2 separate regions of the Mus musculus genome follow, and region 1 is linked to region 2. The links are chromatin contacts, called in public promoter capture Hi-C maps. All regions are on one chromosome and are shown on one strand. The core of a region is the stretch at or near the end of the contact, and the rest is flanking DNA. Distances in the headings are between cores, read along the strand shown.

Region 1 (2,886 bases), core at 285-2,784, 520 kb after region 2:
GTGTGCAAAGTATTATCTCATAAGTTGTAGATTTCAGTCTTCAAATTGTGGCAACTAAAACATTAACGTATATTTTTAAAAGTTTCATGCGTCCAAAGGGAAGACATCTGATTTATATACTGTCAAATGTGCTAGTGTCTCCACTCTAAAGATGGAACTATGCCCTTAACACAGTATACTACACTATATAGCTTAATTATTAAGTTCTGAATAGACAAACTCAAATTTCCAGTTGTCGCTGAGATTTGGAATGTTTTACAGCACTGGGGAGGAGGAAAAACCAATGTTTTCTCTTTTTATTTGGGCAACTGTTATCATTTGATTGTTAAATTTCTATGCATCTTCTCCTAAGAATGTCTGGTTTCTTGATTATTCATATAAAACCTACTGTGGAAAAACTGCTTAGTAACTTAAAATTTTATGTTTGATTAATATATCTTGATGATGCCATAACTTATGTTTCAATATTACAGCCAAGAGGTAGAAACTTAAGATACTCTGGAGAGGGTTGGTATAGGTGCCAACTACTAAATGAAATAGACTATATATAGCCTTTAAAAGAGAAAATCAGGCTAATTTCTCTATAAAATCATCCCATTATAGAATAAGAAAAGATGCATATTTAAATCCTGCTTCACGGGTTTACAGAAGATGCTCTGCACTGTTAGCGAGTCCATTTCTCATTTTTCTTAGCCATACCCCCTTCTAGAGGTTTCTCAAATTTACTTTAACTCTGAGTCTCACCAGAGACTTTAACTCGAGTCACACCTCAAGTCAGTCACCACATGTTCATGGAACTTTGCCACTATTCCTTTAACGTTAAATATTCACTAAAAAAGAGAGCCTAACATTTTTAGAACGCCTATATCTTAGTGCCTTAAATCAATCCTGTTTCTCACAGAACATTTGTGCATATAACCAAATGGCCTACAAACAAAACAACTATTTCCAGTGTGGAACTGTTGTCTTGTCCAAAACTTAAAAAGAAAGAGAAAAGAAAACATGGGTCAGTAACTATTAGACATACTGCAGTGGTTCCTTGGAGCTCATAAAGATTCAGAAGGTTTTTACTAACATTCTTTATAATCATAAGGCTTTCTCGGCCGCGGCGGCTGGGGATAGGACAAGCATGCTCAGAGCAGCCAATCTAAACAGGGTTTACAGAAATCACAAGTCGGAATTTGCAGATCCAAGAATTCTTCCTCCAGGAGTAAAGACGCTTTGCTCCAAAACCGAAACAAGGAGTTGCCAAACAGACTTTCCTTTATGCCCCTTGTTGCCAAAGTTATACGGCAACCTTCATACTCCACATATTCCGAGAGTCACAAATATGCCCAAGATTTCAAACCCCGATCCAGAACTAAGCCTCAACTATCCGCGGAGGAGTCCGGAATAGAAGTTCCAGACTCTTTTTAGAAATGACTAGGAGATCAGAGCGAGCAAGGGAAGACTTCGCTCTTTGTTACGCCCCTGCCCGAGTCCCCCGCGCCTCACCTGCTCCGGCTCCCGCCGGGTCGGGGCCGCGCTCCGGCTCTGCGTCCCGCCTCCCTGGGCTCCGCGCCTTCGCAGCCGCCGCAGCCTCTGCTGCTCGGTCGCCCGCGCCCCAGGCCCGCGCGCCGACCGCACGCCTTGCCCGCACTGGCCGGGCCGCGGCGGCACTCTCTGGGGGAGCTCGGGGGCCGGGGCCGGAGCTGCGGGGCCCGCGTCCCTCCCCTAGGGCCGGGCGCGCGGATCCGGGGAGGCGGCGGCGCGTGACCTCAGAGAGTTGGAATGCGGGCGGCAGGGCGCGGGGGAGGCCGGACAGCTGCGGCCGGCCACCGGGGAGGGGGCGCGCCGCTGCTGTTTTTAACCGTGTGACCAGTTATTTTAAGTTTCCAAATAAAGCAGAGCTTTGAAGAAGAAGAAAAAAGGGAGGTGAAGAGGAGGTTATTTTGAGTCCAGGTAGAAAGGGCTTGGTTGCATTATTAGGTGGTGGTCTGTAAAGAAACTGGGGTTGTTGGAGTACTCTTGAACATTGCTGAAGACAGTTCAAGACTTTCTACACGCCCCCTACCCTACCCGCTTTAAGTGCCTGCTCCTCCCATCAAGCACACACTGCTCCTCTGTAGGAACTCTGAACTTGGAGAGAAGTGGAAAGCTGACCCAAATGGGCAGCAGGCTGGAGGTGCTGCTCCCCAGAATCCACTAGGGAGCAGAGGGATAAGAGTTCTAGAAATAAGGAAGCCCAGGGAAGCCACTCTAGATCTCCCCTTTATGTGTAATAGCTTAGCTTTACCTTGGAGAACCACTGGGAAGGACTACTGCCAAGGAGTAACCATGGAAGTAGCTCAGAGAGAACTGAGAGGAGCTGCCCTCAGCGGGACTCCAGTGCTTATTATTATACTGTATTCTTGCTAAACCACACCGCGAGCACCTGGCTTCATCTCCTCAGAGTTCTTCCTCTTCGCACTACTCCCATGGTTACTCTCCCTCGGGTTTGTCAGTCCTTCCCAGTGTTCGCCCAAGGTGAAGTTCAGCTACTAGACCTCTATGTGTGGTCTAGAGTGCGTCCTTGGCCACTCTAATTACCTTCTCTCCAGCATGCCCACTGTCCCCAACAAAGAGGGGGCAGCGCCACCAGACCCCTTTCCATTTATGTCAACCCTCCACGCCTCTCCGACTCAATTTAGGGCTCTACTTCCAAGATTAAAAAAAAGTTCTAGCCACGCCGTGGCTGCCGCACTTGGCAGGAATATTATAAATTGTTTCGTAGAGGCTTCATTTATACCTCTTAGAATTCCGAGGGCAGTTCTGGGCAGACAGTAGGCACTAAATAAAAACGTGTTAATTGAATCGGGAAGAAAATGAAAGAAATTTAAAAATAGAAAATGATCCTAAAACCCAAGT
Region 2 (2,804 bases), core at 230-2,729:
ATTGAAATCATCCTTGTAGTTGGTTGGGAAGGGCTTCGAGCTGGGAGGGGGAGGGTAGCTGCCTTTGCGACCTGTGGTCAGAGTGGTGAGCGTAAATATCTCGTCCTCCTCCAGTTCCAGTGTGAAACTGCCGCTGCCGTCAAGGAGCTGAAAGAGAAGACAGCCCCACGTTCAAGGACAGGTGCTGGGGAGCGGTAAAAGAAATAAGCGTGAACAGCCATTCTGTTAGGACCTCCTAAACACGTGAGGAAGACCAGAAATAAGTACCCAGGCCCTTGACAACTTTAAGGGTATTTTAGAAGTGTATAAATAATATTTTATAGAATTTCACCAGATGGGGGGTGCCAATGACAAGATACCTGAAGGTCTATCTGTCACCCTACTCTTCCATTACACTGTAAGCTCTCTAAAGCTTGGGTACATTCAATTAATGTAACTCAGCAGCCTGCTTGCTTCTTTCAGAGCCTTGCTAAAGAAAAGAACCCACAAAGCCCACAGACACCTCAAGAAACATCTTACAATAAGAAATAAAACTTAAAATCTGTTCATCGTATAGTCAGTTCAGATTTCAATTAGTAGGCTGACTCTGTGTCACAGTTAGCCTTCTTGAAGCTAACAATACACTGAGAATTAAACCACATGTTTATAAAGGTCTTGCTTAGTTCACCTCGAAGTGTGGCCCCGGGGAAATACTCCCTAGAGCATAGTCCTGTAATAAGCGTAGCCCTCTGGAGCCGTTTGAATCCCCACATAACTAATGTGGGCTTGAGCTCAAACCTCCTTTGAAACTTTAATGAGTTTTATCTACACTGAATTAAAGGGTTTAGCATCGTATCATTGCTTTAAGGGTAAATAGATGCAGAACCATGAATATCTGATGCCACATTCTGCCTCAGGATTAACAATATTCCTATGCAGGAGATCAATTTGATTATGTTATTTCTAGCAAACTATTATACAAGTACAGAGTGGCCTAATGGGCATGTAACCATTGATATTGACTAGCTAACTATAACATTAATCATTATTAAAAATCCATCAGATTAAGTCAAATAGATGATGTAATTAACCTATTTTCTGGGGCCTCTTTATTCTTGGAAATCTTTCCTGAGAAGTCACCCAGTTCCAAGCACCATAAACCCCTGGACTAAAAGCAAAATAAGGCAAATCCCCAACCTCCAGGACAGCAAAGTGGTGGGGAGCCTGTGATGAGACCCACAGAGCCCGACACTGGGCCCAGTGAGTGAGGCTTTGAAGAAACCCACACTTGAGGTGACATATCTTCACAGATATGAAGGAAATTGAGACGTTCACTCTGGGAGGAAACACCAGCTACTGAGATAAGCATCTGAAAAGGAAATCTGTTTTCTGCTTCCTGAGAGGACAGTGAGGGTCACGTGACAGGTCAGTGGGGCTCACATGGGGAATGTGAGGAAAGCTATGTGGGGAAAGCTGCTGATCCGTTCCTATTTTAGGCACCCCACTCTCTAGCATTGTGATGGCTGGCTCTGAGATTCTGACTGACTGCTGAGACCTGGGGCACTGTCCACGAATAAGGGAGACCAAACAGAAACGAGTAGCAGAGAGAAGAAAGAACAAAGCATAAGAGAAACCCACAGAGGGCAGGACTGCCTACAGTCAACTGCTGTGGGGACACAGACTGAGCGGATGGTCTCAAAGGGGGGCAGCCAGGCAATGGTGGCACAGCCACCAACATAACTAGTGTCTAAGGACAGCACAGCGGTGCACATAAAAGCTTCTCACACCTTCATCACGATTTCTGATGAAGATATGAATGCATTTTATCTCCACTGTCCCGTAGCCATAAAATCATCTTCATTTTAATTCATTGATCCAATTTGCCCCTTTTTACCGTTGTAACGTCCCAAGCATAGAAATCAATGATAAAACTACCCATAGAGTATCCAGTTGTTTAAAATGAAGTCTCTGCTGCGGAGTTCCCAGCTTGGTATACCACACCTGCAGCTCTTGTATTTCTCTCTGTGGAGAAAACACAAGAAAACATACTTGAGAGATTCATCAATTCCTGTTATTAATACCTCAAGAAAGCAATGCCCACTGTTTCCAGTCGCTGAAAAGACCACCTCTAGGTTTGGAAAACAGGACATTGTTTAAGCCAATCTTTCACGTCCTGTCACCAGGAGCAGCAAGCAGCTGCATTAACCGCCTCCAGGGACCTGTCTTTTTCTGCTTTCGTTTCACCTAAACGCGTAAGGAAAGCGGGACACAGCCTGGGGACACTGACTGGCACCAGCTTAATCACTGTAACACTCAACTGGGCATGCTCAGAAGCACCCCTGTCATCGTCCCCTTTTGAGCATGTATGTGTTCTCTGACCTTGCACTAGGTAGGTCCAGCATGAGTCTACGACCATTCCTTGTTAAACTCCCTTCCGCTGCGAATGTTCGGGAGTGTGCCTGTTTCTAACATGCTTGCCTCTAGCACTGTGCCCAGTGTCCCTGAAGAAACCTAACATGCTTCCTTTTACAGAGGAGAGCACTGTAGTCCAGAAATCGCTACTCATTTAACTCATTTAATTAACCCACTGCATTAACACCTGAGAACACTAGCGAAGATTAAACAGGTCTTAGTGCCTTCGATGCAAAACACTCATCTGCCCTCTGTAAAAACCTTGTTAAACATTTAACTATTTACTCTAAAATGTCTTTGTTTATTACTGTACTGGCTAGTTTTGTGTCAACTTGACACAGCTGGAGTTATCACAGAGAAAGGAGCTTCAGTTGAGGAAATGCCTCCATGAGCTCCAGCTGTAAGGCATTTTC

Evidence for each region. Promoter capture Hi-C pulls out the DNA fragments that hold promoters and counts their contacts.
Region 1: a promoter capture Hi-C map of the HPC-7 cell line shows a contact between it and region 2, with 5 times the contacts expected there. The contact joins the promoter of Ptpn21 here to the enhancer-like site in region 2. A contact is called at or near these places in 4 of 39 promoter capture datasets (the 3T3-L1 cell line, the HPC-7 cell line, HPC-7-derived erythroid cells and 1 more) and 2 of 115 datasets of contacts at active chromatin or transcription factors (the NIH/3T3 cell line and bone marrow-derived macrophages).

What each region holds. Positions count from the first base shown.
Region 1 is chr12:98,735,871-98,738,756 of GRCm38.p6, forward strand. Ptpn21 (protein tyrosine phosphatase, non-receptor type 21) reads right to left here and starts at 1,535. Exons shown (of 19, transcript NM_001146199.1): 1 at 1,495-1,535.
Region 2 is chr12:98,214,337-98,217,140 of GRCm38.p6, forward strand. It overlaps Galc (galactosylceramidase), which reads right to left. Exons shown (of 17, transcript NM_008079.4): 12 at 1,915-2,001; 13 at 1-147. Among named protein-coding and RNA genes, the nearest start is that of Galc, 44 kb to the right of the region's middle. Within about 2 kb of position 1,480, at least 27 of the 459 cell types and tissues checked have an H3K27ac peak or open chromatin away from gene starts, as enhancers often do. A contact at or near this core is called in the HPC-7 cell line and bone marrow-derived macrophages, where this site is marked.